Regions from separate parts of the Zea mays genome. Here region 2 is linked to region 1. A link is a contact called in public Hi-C data. All regions are on one chromosome and are shown on one strand. The core of a region is the stretch at or near the end of the contact, and the rest is flanking DNA. Distances in the headings are between cores, read along the strand shown. Region 1 has its middle 88 kb from the start of LOC103638587. Region 2 has its middle 93 kb from the start of LOC118473357.

The links. A called contact is a pair of places that touch in the nucleus more often than the background predicts.
Region 2: a contact with region 1 is called in a Hi-C map of leaf, with 3 times the contacts expected there. The contact joins two enhancer-like sites. A contact is called at or near these places in 6 of 25 Hi-C or Micro-C datasets (bundle sheath, ear, leaf and 1 more).

The regions. Positions count from the first base shown.
Region 1 is chr9:79,861,337-79,868,459 of Zm-B73-REFERENCE-NAM-5.0, reverse strand. No RefSeq gene overlaps it. Among protein-coding and RNA genes, the nearest start is that of LOC103638587, 88 kb to the right of the region's middle. Within about 2 kb of position 4,124, at least 8 of the 20 cell types and tissues checked have an H3K27ac peak or open chromatin away from gene starts, as enhancers often do. A contact at or near this core is called in leaf, where this site is marked.
Region 2 is chr9:80,109,821-80,116,943 of Zm-B73-REFERENCE-NAM-5.0, reverse strand. No RefSeq gene overlaps it. Among protein-coding and RNA genes, the nearest start is that of LOC118473357, 93 kb to the left of the region's middle. Within about 2 kb of position 3,978, at least 12 of the 20 cell types and tissues checked have an H3K27ac peak or open chromatin away from gene starts, as enhancers often do. A contact at or near this core is called in leaf, where this site is marked.

The DNA of each region.
Region 1 (7,123 bases), core at 2,875-5,374:
GCATAATAATCTTGAACAGATTTATCCCCTTGCTCTAAACGCATCAATTTCTTACGCAATTCTCTAGGATAAGATGGGGGAACAAATCTATCGCCCATAGCTACCTTAAGATCTTCCCAAGTCGTAGGTGCTCTACCATCCCCAACTAGACCAGTCCACCAAATAATAGCAAAATCTTTAAATTCACTAGTGGCTTGTCTAACTTGATGTCGTTCAGGTACAAGGTGGGAAGCAAATTTCTGTTCTATCATCATCTCCCAATCAAGATATCCCTCAGTGTCATAATGACCCAAAAAAGATGGTATAGAAAATTTAATCTTAGCATAAGGGTCGTCAGGAGCACGATTGTTATTACCTTGCTGGCGGTGTGGCATACCTTCTTTGTTTTGATGAAGACGGCGATGTAGGTGCAAATCTCTGGTGGCTGCTTCATCATAATTACCTTCTTCATCAAACACCGCATCATCGGGAAGGCGTGGACGAGGAGGTGGTGGTGGCGGTGCTTGTTGTTGCGTCTCCAACACAGCAAGTCTGTCGACGATCTGGGACAATTGTCGATCCAGCCTCTCGTAAGTCTTGCCAAGGTTCATGTTAATGAAGGCATCATGCACTGACTTGTGGACCGTCTCCTCCATTTGCTCCTTCAGGATCTTGTTGTTTGCCTCAAGATCTTGGCGGCTAACACATTCATTGAAGTTAGTAGGGATCCTTGCTTCTTCGTCGTCGCCTGCCATCGAAACACAAAAACAGGAAACAAACGGTGACGGTTATCCCTAATAATTTCACTACACGCTCCTCTCAGGTGGAACATAGGAACACGCTCTATTGTATCTTACCAAGCTCTTACAAGTGTCTGACGAAATACAAGCAAAGGATGGTACAATCGGAGGCTGGTTCGTGATACTTACCAAGAGGTAGTGAAACAGCGATTGCAAGGTCAAATCTGTATTGATCAGAAGATATAGTATGTGGAGCTGTAGGACAGGCACACTATGTATGTAAATGTGGAACAAAATCGAGTGCAGATGAGAGAAGTTCAATCAATATCCAAAGCACAAGTCACAATTGCTGGCTAAGAGATGTATCCGAGGCGTATCACAACAAGTTGGAACAAAGAACAATGGGACTAGCAGGATGATAGTACCATAAATGTTGTACAAGCGAGGCCAAAAAGGCACTAGTAGGATTCACTGGTGATTTTGTTTTTCTTTTTTGTATGGTTTTTTGATATTTTTTTAGCACAAGAAGCAACAAAATAGGAGCTACACCAAGTTTCACCTAAAACAGAGATCATATGTGGTCTATAGAAAATGAGCAAGTTCTCTGAAAAGCGTGCAAGAGCTTTGACAATTTTTTCTTTATTTTCCTGAATGGTGTCAACAAGCTCCTCTAAAAATTTTAGATTTTTGGACACCCGAGCGAAAAGTTATGCCCGGTTTAAGGAAGGTACCTCAAGTTATGTTTTTGGAGGCACGACTAGAAAACGGCGGTTAGGGCAAAAATTCCCTATCTGCAATCACAGCGATTAATGGGGTGGATCAACTTGTGATTTGGGAAATGGTGGACGGGATAGCGACGTATCTGCAATCTATCTAGGGCTGGAACGGTGGCGGCTAGCGAGGGCAAGTCGATTAATGGGTGGATCGACTTGTGATCTGGATAATGGTGGATGCGATAGCGGCTAGCGAGGGCAGTTGATCTACGACGAAGATACACCCTAAACCAGCAACACGACTCGACCACGGACACGAACTGAACAAAGCCAAACTGAAAATGAAATTGCAAATGCTAAACAAGGGTTCTAGGACAGCGGAATTTTTTTGTATGGCAATTATCTGGAGTTATAGGATGAAAACCCTAAACTAAACTAGGGTAAGCCTGACGGTAATACCTGAGTCTTTGAATACCACTTGATAGGAACGAGGGTGCCTGATCTTCCGTCAGGTGAAGATAACTATCGATTTGGTGGAGATGTCACACAGACGATCCAGCTTCCAATCAACACGACTAGAACCCCGCAATCGCAGCACCACTTCTCCTCTGGTTATCAACCGTGCACTGCGCGATTGACCTCGCCACGAGGGCTAATTCCTGCCTGAGAATTGAAGACACAAGCAAGAACAAGAAAGAACACAATCTAGAATATTGCAGGTGAAAGATTAAGCTCACAAGTTGGGGTATCACAAACCGATCTACGGCGACTGTTCTTAACAGATCTAAACTTAAGCAAAACTCAACCTAATTGTGGCGGCGACTGCTGAATAAATAGAGTATTAGGGCGTGCGTGACCCCTGGACTTGCCCCTAATAGGCTCCGACGCGATACACGGCTCAACGGCCCAACAGACGGTGTCGCAGCACCAAAACAGAATCTGAACGCTGAATTGATTCGACGATTCCCGTTGACTCCGGATGAATTTTAGGGTGGAACTAGTTGGGTTGGTTATATAATCTCTTTATCTTTACAACCATATCAAGCCCGTCACAATCAGAGTTCGGATGCATCTTGGGTGTCCATTTTAGTGCAGACTGGTCCTGGAACCCGAGATAGAGTCGCAGCCGAGTCGGACTTGATCTCCTTCCTGTTGTGGGCACCTTTGCTGCTCCTCCTCAACACCTAGGCCTTTCCCAAGTCCTTGCTGGTCTTCTCCAAGTTTCCTAATCATCAAAACATCCATGGCCCCAAGCGTAAGCTCTGAAACACAATTGACTAGGGTAGAACGTATCTGGAGAATTAGCTGTCGTGCACGCTATCGTGTTATCGGTCCATTCATTGTATGTATAGAAGTGATGTCCTCATCAAGTCGGTTGGCCTTAGGCCTATATAATTAGGGCTTTGTAATCAAGAGAAGACAAGGAATAACTGTATCTCTGCTAACTTCCCCAGGAGAGCTAGAGCCCCCAACTCTGTGCACTACCCTCTGCCATTATGGCGCCCAAGGGACAGCCATCGCCCCGTGGTTGCAGCCTACCCTCCTCTCACTCTTACTCTCTGTGCAGCTCCCTCGTAGGGCTAGGAAACCAACCACCCACACTAGTTTGCATACCTTACAGGAATTATTACGCCTACTGCAAAAAGGCATGCATGCAAACAAATTTCATTTTTGCCTAGGATTTAAGACCGCCTCCAGCAGGTCATCTAAAGTATTCAGTACTCTAAATTTTAGAGGACGTTGTCGTCCTCTACTCTCTCCAGCAACATTCTCTAAATGGTCCTTTAAATTTAGAGGAGACTGTAAAAGACATATATTGTTGGCGCCGATCTGGGCAGCGCCAATCACTAGGGGTGTATCGCCTGGCGGTGCCCTCGGCGGTGGCACGAACAGTCCGCGGCCTTGAGCCAGACGGTCCATGACCTGGGCATCGAAGCGACGCCTTCCCTATGTCGCACCGGATGGTCCGCGCACGGGGCCGGACGGTCCGCGATGGCATAGGGTCGCCTTCCTCCTCCTCGCTGGAACCTAGATCTCGTCCCATGGGGGAAGAGATTTTAGGGTGTCCTGGGTCGACAGGTCACCCGGGGCGTTCCCAGATGATGTGGAGTCACTTAGGAATTAAAAGATCAATTCGAGGAATAGGCCTTGGGTGGACAACTAGCGGAAGGGGTAATATCCTAGGGTCGTCTTGGGGTCGGCAGGCCACCCAAAACGAATCTAGACGACGTAGAGTCGAATAGGGGTGGAGGTGGAGATGCAGAAGGCTATAACTAGAACTACGCTACATCAACTCATAGGGCAGGAATGATAAAAAAAAGTAATTGATTCGATTGGAATGTGTTCGGTGGTTATCAATCGGCCGTACCCCTTCATATATATAAGGGGAGGTTTAGACCCATTCTAAGTGATAGCTAACAAATTACACGTGATTAGATGGATAACCACGCATGAGATAAGGATAATCGACCAAGTTAATCTGATCGTGGGGTGCGGTCAAACGCAGGAAGAATATGAATACGAACAAGTAATCTGAAAACTTGATACCATTGGCGATCGGAGATTCACTCCAAACCACGCAGAAACCTCACGAACAGGGCGCTGGCGCGCTTCAATACCAAGAAAGTGACCTACCTCCTGTGAGAGTGAGAAGGCAGCAGTGACGAGCGGTGTCTGCAAACTGCATGATTGGCACGAGGGCCGGGGGTCGCTTTTGTGTGCACTGGAAAACAAACACCCAGGGGCCCCAGCTGTCGACGTTCTTAATCATCAAATTTAATCAATCAAACCGGGTGATATTTGCGACGCGAAGCACTCGATCGCACTCTACCAGCGTGCTCCACGTGTACAGCCAGGTTTGGCGAAATTGATGAGTAGTTTTCTGTCCAGATCCCAATCGATGCGGAACTGAATGACTGTGTTCGCTGTTGGTGTCTGAGATGGAGATCTTGCTTGTGGCGGCAAGCTAACGTGTGCAGTACTTCCGTTTGATAGCGAAGTTTAGGCCAGATCACCAACACTAAATGCGTTAACTTTGAGCATGTTAAGTTTTCCGTCGAGATCTCGAGTATAATCGATGGAAACTCATTGACTCTGATCGAGCTCTGGTGGTGTCGTTGTAGATGGAGATGGTGCAGTTTCGTCTATCTGACAGCGAAGTTCTTCGGTTTTAATCGTGGTTAAGCTATCAATAATGGCGCAGATCACCAACAAACTAGATAGATGTGTCTGTCAATCTGGCATTGGCTGAAGCCGCCCAGCAGTCAAATGAAAGCTTCATCGCTTTCACCACCACGCGCGGTTCAAAAGAGGTTGCACATGTACACGCTCGTACTACAACGCTTGGCTACCACCTGTACACACTAGTAGAAAAGAGCTTAAAGCCTGCGGCACCCATAAATTATCACTGGCGGTTTCAGTTACCGTGCGCCAGTAAAAAAATCAGGTGGGCCCGGCTTGGGAACCGCCAGTGAAAACCTATTTCCACTGGCGGTTATCTTAACACAACCGCTAGTGGAAATAGGATGGCGTTTGGTGTAACAGAACCTAATTAATTAGCTGATTTCACAATGTCTATTACACATGCATGATTTCTTGTGCATTTTATTACATGAATAGGAGGTCTTGTCTCAATTTCGTGTGATGCTCGAAAAAGCTGCGGCACGATACCAAGACGCACCGGAACCGACCCAAGACGCACCGGAACCGACCCAAGGCGCACCGGAACCGACCGAGACAACCACCGGGAGGTCAAGGAAAAGGAAGCAGAGCGAACGGAACAGAGGTGATAGGGGGCTAAACAAGTTTCCTGACAAGACATATAAAATCGCAGACGTGAGCCCGAATGGTTAGCCCCTAGCTCCAGAAGAATCACTGCCTAAGTTCCGGAATGCACTTGGGTTCTTAGTTAGAGATAATCTTGACATCACAATCCGACAGTGGAGAGATGTATCAGATGATGTCAAGAATCAAATGTGGAATAAGCTAATAACGAGGTTCGTTTTGCCTCGGGGTTCAGAAGAACTCGTGAAAAAATACACAATGAAGCAGTTTGCAATCAATTTCTGAAACTGGAGGTCTGAGATGAATACAAAGTTTGCAAAGAAAGACCTAGACCCGACGAAAAAATATAAAATCTCAGCAGGTCAGTGGTCAGTATTTTTAGAGCAGAGGAGCAGTCCTGATTTCATATCGCTAAGTGAGGCAAATTCGGAACTATCTAAGAAGAACAAATACCACCACCACCTTGGCACAGGTGGTTACAAGCGTCAGGTTCCTAAATGGAGGCAAGAAGACGCCGAGAAGAAGGCTGCAGGGTTGCCGACGCTGTCCGAGCAACTTGGTGAAAGGACAGCTAATTGGATCCGTGCTAGAAAACCAAGGGAAACTGAGTCTGGTGTATCTTTTGATGATCCCACTGTCGAAGAAGCGGCAAAAAACATATATGCAATTGCAGCTAAGCAGAGCCAAGGAACATTTAAGCCGCAAAGAGAGAGAGACATTCTAACGGCTGGTCTCGGTAACCCTGAGCATCCTGGACGTGTACGAGGAATCTCATCTAAGGAAGGATGGAAGGAAGGATTCAGACCACAATGGGAAGGTCTGTACAAGAAACGTGATCGATACAAGGAAGAGATGGTGAATTATTTTAAGGAGGAGGCCAAGAAAGAGTTCAAAGGCCTGATGTCTGAAATGCTATCGAATCCTCCTCCAGAATTGATGCAGCAATTGGCGATGGCGAGTGCGATGTCTGTTCAACAGATGACCAGTCCACAGATGCAAATAATTCCAGCAGCTCAAACGTCGGCTTCCATCGAGGGTACGACCATCCCAAGCTCTATCACGTCAACAGGAAATAAGGTCCGCTATCCAGTTGATGACATCACAAGGCCTGTGGCATGCACACTAGTTATAAGATATGGTATTAACAATCAGCGTACAAAGAAAGTAGCCACAGGCCTTGCGATCCCAGGACGCAAGTTCCATGGAAACGACATTCCAGAAGAATATTGCAGGGTAGAAGTGACGACAGTTGTCCAAGGATACGAGGACGACATGCTAGACATCCCTGGGCCCGAAGGTATCGAGACACTTGGACAAGCTATCAAGAAATTTATCCTTTGGCCTCGAAGGGATGTCGAATTGGTTGATCCACCACGACAACCGTCGTCGTAGGCCCAACCGTCTCCGCCTTCTCAAATTGTTGTTCCTATTGTACATCCATCATCACCTCCTCAAACTTCACATGCTGCTCCTCATCCTCTTTCTGACCCTCCTTCTCCTCATCCTCATGGTGGCCCACCGTCTCCGCCACATACATCACCCTTCAGGGATCCACCTTCTCCACAGCCATCTCCACGACCATCAAAGAAATCTAAAGTTTCTATACCAAAATTAGTGTCCCCGTTCGAGAAGAAAAAGAAGAGTAAATCCACTGCTGGCACAACTCGTTTTTTGAAAGGGATTGGACGGAGCCTCACGTCAGACACTGTTGATTTGGCCGATCTCGAGGAGTCCGCAAAAAAGGCTGAGGCAATGGCCGCAAAGATAAAGAAGCCAACTAAGGCAGATTATAAAAACGTGCCTAAAAAATATGTGCCGGGCAGACCACTACTCACTTTTGAGAAACTAAGGAAGGTCCCGGCTAATATTAAAAGGTTGCATGATTGGTACATGCGGGCATCTTCAGTT
Region 2 (7,123 bases), core at 2,729-5,228, 250 kb before region 1:
ATCTAAAAATATGAACATAATGGGGTTTTCTCAAAACGAACTCAAAGAGACCTCAACTCGAATCATGACCAAGAACTGCATTGTAGGGGTGCACGCATTGATCCAAAGAGTCTATCTCCACACAAATCAATCCCCAACAGCACACATATCAAAACAACTCAAAGGTTCTCCACAAAACCACAAGAGAAGGAAAATGGGGAAACCAAGAGCACAAAACTTCAGAATTTTAGCAAGGATGCAAAACTGAGATTGAGGCCAAAGAATGCTGTGGGCCGGACCGGCGACCCTTCCTCGGACTAAACTTGAAGATCAAGAACACAGTCGACAGCTACAAAATCTCTACAGATCTCTAGCTAAACTAGAGAAGTCTAGGGATGAAGATGTGAGAGCACTAAAACCCTAAGCAAAAAACAAATGGCAAACAAGAGATATTGAACTAACCAGCCCTCCCCTTTATTTATAGAGGGTTATTCTCACTTTCTAAACTACCACTATTTACATAGAGCTTATCCACTCCACCAGGGGCAAAATAGACCAACTCCTAGGTTTTCGATCCAATGACCACGTCATTCACACAGAGTTGCTTCGTCTTGACGCACCCTCCGCGATCACGCCACGTGCCACCATCAGTTCCCTCAGGAATCGTCGTCGCCAAGTTTTGAGGCCCAAACTCAGCAAAACCCGCAATCTGTAGCATTGGGTGGTTGAGGCCCAAACCACCAAACCTTCCATGAGCACCGCACCTTGTACACGTCCTCCACGACTAGACGCATGTCCTACCAGTTCTCGACCATGTCGGCAACACGGTCCACTCCACCACGTCCTCGCGCGAGTGCGTGTCTCAGGTGTCAGCCACCGCGGCTGGTCACCCGACTGCTCTAGTCCATCAGTCAAGACCCAGCACTCGCTCCTTCACCATTCTCGGTCCATCAGCACGAGCCCACATGACCTTCACCTCAACCTTCGACCACTATCCCTGTGCTCCACACCTATACACCACAAGCCGACCGACATGGTTGTACAAACATAATATCACACTCGGTCAGTCCACTGACTACACCAGAATGCTACCCGTTGACAATCACTCATCATCAATATGAACCATAAGGGACAAGTCAACCTTGTGTTCGCAGCGCTGATAGCAGTGCATGAGGGACCCAGACAGGGTGGGAATGGAGTCAAACATGGTGGAGGCAGATGGTCGGAAAAGGGTGGGAATGAATCCAAGACGGCGACGTCTTATGGTAAATAACATTGAAGTGATAGAGGTTAAAGACAAGCTTATGAAATACATTTTCTCCGTTTTCTCTGTTGAAATAGAAATAAATAAAGTAATTGATTCAATGTGTTACGACAAATGTACACGGTCTTGTAATGTTAGTGAACATATATACATGCATGGCACGTAAGAAAAAAAAGAAAAAACTAACCACATTGTTTGTGTGCATTTAACTTGGTCGTACCGTTAGATATGTATAGGAAGTCCGTGGCACGTAAGCCCGCCTACAAACCCGTTTATGCGGCTCGTTATGAGCTTGACCCGTCCCGCTTTATACAGTCTGGGTGAGTTCGACACGAATAGGCGGGCTGAACTCGAACAGTGAGCCCGGCTGACCTGGTCTAGCTCGCTTTACGTCAGGTCCTCTAGGCCCATGTTTTATGCTTATTATTTGTGCTTATCGGCCCGTTAAGCCAGCTAATCAGTCTGTTTTTTGTGCTTGTTGGACCGTCCCGATCCGTTTAGGCCCGCAGTGGGCCAGACCCGTGCAGATAAATGAGCTGACAGGCTTAGATGGACCAACCCAGTTTACTAACCGTACCTAGCCGGTTGAGCTTTCACTTCCCGTGCCAGGCCGGGTCGGGTGTCCTGTTTATACATGTCTACGCACCATACTGTCTACTACAATGATCTATTCATCGAGTAGTCCATCCAGGTTTCTTCGTGGAGATTTGATGATCACTTGATCTAACCACCCTGCTGACGGCTGATATGGATCCGAAGGTACTTAGCAGTTCACCTATATGGTCAACAAAACATTGTTTTGAACTGTTGTACACCGTAGACTGTACTGCTTACAAAGTGAGTGGAGTTTAAAAATTGGTATAGAGATGGATAAGTTACGGGAGATAGCCTTTAGCACAGGCTGGTTGCTACACCATCATGATTCATGAATGGTCAAGCCACAATTAATTCAGATAGTGATATCCTTGAAGCGATGATCAGCTTATCAAGGCTGGTCCGGCCTCCGTTCCTGCTAATCATAGCCCACACGGTAGCTTCATAGTTGTACTCAGATCAAGAATAATTGTAGTAGTGTTAATAAGCAAACTGTTATGTAAATAAGATCCACAAGAACAATAAAAGTATGAAAGAAAATGAAATTTCATCAGATGCTAGAATATATTCATGAGTAGAAGATTCCACTATTCCAGACAGCTCCATCGATCTTTGTCAGCATACCGACCATAGATTGTCTGAAAATTACATGTAGCAGTGGTTTCTAGAACAACACTATGTACAAGTCCCTGGCATGGACAGAGGGCCAGCATGCAGGACATCAGGAACCACACACACGAGCGCAATTCTTATACTATGTAATACACCAGTGTTCTTATATGCTAATGTCTTTGCAACATGTACCTTACTTGCAGTAAAATTGATACATGTCACTACAACAAAATATACACATACAGCGTACACATATATAGGAGTACTATACATGCATGGATCTAGCTTGCAAACATGATATGATGATGTTGTACAAAATCTCTCCCTCATATCACAAAGACCAAGCTCTAGACTAGCTCTACCACCAGTAGCTAGCTCTCAAACGAACATGCTTTATCCATGCATGCATCATGCATGTTCAAACAAATACTCTATGGACACGTACATATATATTACATATGCATACGCGTGTGGATGCGTGGGTTGAATTCTAGGCGATGCCAGAGACCGGTCGCGCATACCCGCCGCAGTAGTCCGGCGTGGCGGTGGCAAGGGCCTGCTGCGTGCGCAGCTGGTCGTAGAACTTCTTGATGAAATCCTCGGCGTCCAGGTCCACCTGGCCACAGTCCCCGTCGTCGTCCCCGAGCGGGAACGGCGAGTCGGTGATCCTCAGCTGCCTGGCGTGCGCGGGCGTGCGGCCGAAGCTCGCCCACAGCGCCGGGGACGGCGTGGCCACAAGCGCGAGGGGAGACGGCTGGTCCGAGCTGTTGCCGTCGCCGCCGCTGAGCAGCTGCTCGTTGTTGTTGAGGATCTCGAAGGCCCTGGCAATGTCGGACGCGTCGTAGTTGTACCAGCCGGGCTCGGCGCCGTTCGCGCCGCGGTGCGTGCCGCGGCGGCGGCTGCTGTTGTTGTTGTTGTTGTTGCGGCGCCTGCGCTTGCCCGTGGGGACGAGGTGGAGGGACGGGTAGGACGGGGTGTTGCTGCAGCTGAACTCCACCTCGCGCGTGCCCCGCGGGTCGTAGACGGCGAGCGACGGGTCGTGGCCGCGGCGGCCGCACGAGAAGTGCTGCGGAGGCGGCGCCGCCTCAGCCGCGGCGGCCTTGTCGCTGTTGTGCCCGTGGGCGGTCATGAGGTTGCCGAGGGCCTTGCCGGCGATCTTGCCGCGGTGGATGAGGAGGTGCAGGTCCATGGCCAGCTTCCGCTTCGGCATGCCCTTGCGGAGCATGAACAGCACGGCGCGCACCACGCGCCACAGCCGCCTCGCCATGTTCGGCTCCATCGCCATCTCGATCAGTTCCTTGCGGCTGCTCGACTTAGATTCCTTGCGCTGATTTGACTTTCGAGATCGATCGAGCCGAGCGTGTTGGTTTTTGTGGTGAGATCGTGAGAGAGAGAGAGAGAGAGAGAGAGAGAGAGTAGTACTGGTTGCTTTGGTGTCTTGCGTTTTAGCACGAGTAGGAAGGATGGAGAGGTGAGGGGCTATTTAAAGCAAGGCACCGAAGGTACGTGTCTGTGACGATGGCTACTCGATGTGCGAAGTGGCTAATCAACTACTGGTGGGAACATGATTGGGCATTTGGGCCGCAGCCCACATCAGGGAACAGTAGTTTGACAAGCGGCACGGCGACCTCTCACTCCGGCCTCAAGCATTGCCGCAAGGAAAGGAGGCTTTGTTGAGTAGTCTCTTCATGAGGAGCCATCATCATGTCACTCATTAGCATGATCTATTGGATGCCAACATGTTGTAATTTCTCTGTCAAAATACAGAAAGAATAATAAAAACAGAAACAATGCGTCCAGGTTTTATTAACATATCCTGTTGATTTGACAATGGATCGAATTTTCATGTAATTCGTTTCCTATTCCATGAGAGTTGCAGACAGCTTCAGTGTCTAGCTGAAAGTAGCCAAAACACATGAGAAGGTTCCTTTTTGCCGTTCGGGAATTGTTTTTGAATTACCAGCCTTTAGCAAATTCTAATTTATTTATTTATTATTCGAATTTCAAAAACCAGTTGAACTTAAGCAGGTGAGTGAGAGACTCAAGTTTTCCATATCAATGCTTTAGCCCATTGCGCGACCCACTTCTCTATATAGGAGTTCTGTTACTGAGCTCCACTATATACTCCAAAAGCTAACTAAATTTAAAGTGATTGCACCATGGTTCAAACCTTTTCCTCGTTTATCAGCTACGTGGCACCAACCCCACAACAACAAAATGCTCTAAAGCAGATCAACTTACTAGTGCAATTATGGGCCACGCATGTCCATTTACTATGGAAGGGACACTTGTTGCAAAAAGAAGCTGCAAAGGTTAAGCATGGTATGCACCCCAGAGGTTGAAAACTAAAGATTCAAGTTAATTTATAATGTGTCCACATACAATTAATGTCTTAAATATGATATTGGGTTTTGTCGTACTTGAGTATTAGCACTACCAGTTATCTAGATGTTTTTCTTTCTATAAAGAAGTTATCTAGATGTTTTTTGCTTTGAGATGGATAAACATAATCATATAAGCACCATGGAGAGTACACTATAGCAGGAAAATGAGCACCTGTACTAAGCTAAAGACTTGCCCGAGTGGGCAAGCTCCAAAACAGCTTCCCATGAAACACGCCACGAAAAAACATAGAAATTCTCATAAACATATGAACATCTAGCAAAGTTGGTAGACTCCAATCATCACAACCAATAATAGAAATTGGATATTTTATATTCTCTAAAAACAATACTTACATTCGCTATTTTGAAAAATATATAAAGGTAATCCACAAATTGACAACCGAATTGTCCACTTTTTTCCATTATAAAAGATAAGCAAGATAATCCCTTTAATATCAAATTACTAACCTACATCATTATAACAAATAGTTAAAAGTAACACCAAAATTTGATTTTAGTTATTCGTATGTATCGTTCAAAAGATAATATGAAGTGATCCATTTAGTTGATGTTAAACCATCTACCTTTACTGGTATATCAATAAACTAAAACATCTCTCAAATCTGTGTCAAAGTATTCAGTAACCATAAAGTATGATACATACTTACATATTGTCGGCGTTTCGAACCCGGGGGTCCCTGGACCGACGAGTAAATTATCGCCGCGTGCCCCAGCCCAGATGGGTCGGCGCGAGACGGAGCGCGAAGGGGGGAAGAAGCCGGAGGGAGACAGGCGTACAAAGGGGGAACCCGTGGCCTTCGTGTTTGTCCCGCGCCCAGGTCGGGTGCGCTTGCAGTAGGGGGTTACAAGCGTCCACGCGGGAGGGAGCGAGCGGCCCTGCGCGAGCGCCGTCCCGTCCTTCTCCGCGCGGCCAACCCTCTGTAAGAGGGCCCTGGACCTTCCTTTTATAGGCATAAGGAAAGGATCCAGGTGTACAACGGGGGTGTAGCAGTGTGCTAACGTGTCTAGCGGAGGAGAGCTAGTGCCCTAAGTACATGCTATCGTGGCAGCCGGAGAGGTTTTGGCACCCGGTTTGTGTGCTGTCGTGGCCGTCGGAGGAGCGCTGGAGCCTGGCGGAAGGACAGCTGTCGGGGCTGTCAAGTCCTTGCTGACGTCTTCTTGCTTCTGTAAGGGGGCTGAGAGCCGCCGTCGTCATAGAGCGTGCGGGGCGTCATCATTACTTGTTTAGCAGAGCGAGCCAGATGGGACGCCGGTCTTGTTCCCCGTAGCCTGAGTTAGCTTGGGGTAGGATAATGATGGCGCCTCCTGTGACGTGGTCGGTCCGAGCCCTGGGTTGGACGAGGTGGAGGCTCCTCCGAGGTCGAGGTCGAGTCTGTCTTCCAAGGCCGAGGTCGAGTCCGAGCCCCTGGGTCGGGCGAGGCGGAGACCGTCGGCTGAGGCCAGGGCTGAGTCCGAGCCCTGGGGTCGGGCGAAGCGGAGTTCGTCGTCTTCCGGGGCTGAGCCCGAGTCCGAGCCCTGGGGTCGGGCGAAGCGGAGTTCGTCGTCTTCCGGGGCTGAGCCCGAGTCCGAGCCCTGGGGTCGGGCGAAGCGGAGTTCGTCGTCTTCCGGGGCTGAGCCCGAGTCCGAGCCCTGGGGTCGGGCGAAGCGGAGTTCGTCGTCTTCCGGGGCTGAGCCCGAGTCTGAGCCCTAGGGTCGGGCGAAGCGGAGTTCGTCGTCTTCCGGGGCTGAGCCCGAGTCCGAGCCCTGGGGTCGGGCGAAGCGGAGTTTCCTATGGCGCCTGAGGCCGGACTTGGCTGCTGTCAGCCTTACTCTGTCGAGTGGCACAGCAGTCGGAGCGGCGCAGGCGGCGCTGTCCTCTTATCAGACCAGTCAGTGGAGCGGCGAAGTGACTACGGTCACTTCGGTTCTGTCAACTGGAGGGCGCGCGTCAGGATAAAGGTGTCAGGCCACCTTTGCATTAAATGCCCCTGCGATTTGGTCGGTTGGCATGGCGATTTGGCCGAGGTTGCTTCTTGGTGAAGACTGGGCCTCGGGCGAGCCGAAGGTGTGTCCGTTGCTGGAGGGGGTCCTCGGGCGAGACGTAAATCCTCCGGGGTCGGCTGCCCTTGCCCGAAGCTAGGCTCGGGCGAGGCGTGATCGCGTCCCTCGAATGGACCGATCCTTGACTTAGTCGCACCCATCATGCCTTTGCAGCTTTATGCTAATGGGTGTTACCAGCTGAGATTTAGGAGTCTTGAGGGTACCCCTAATTATGGTCCCCGACAGTAGC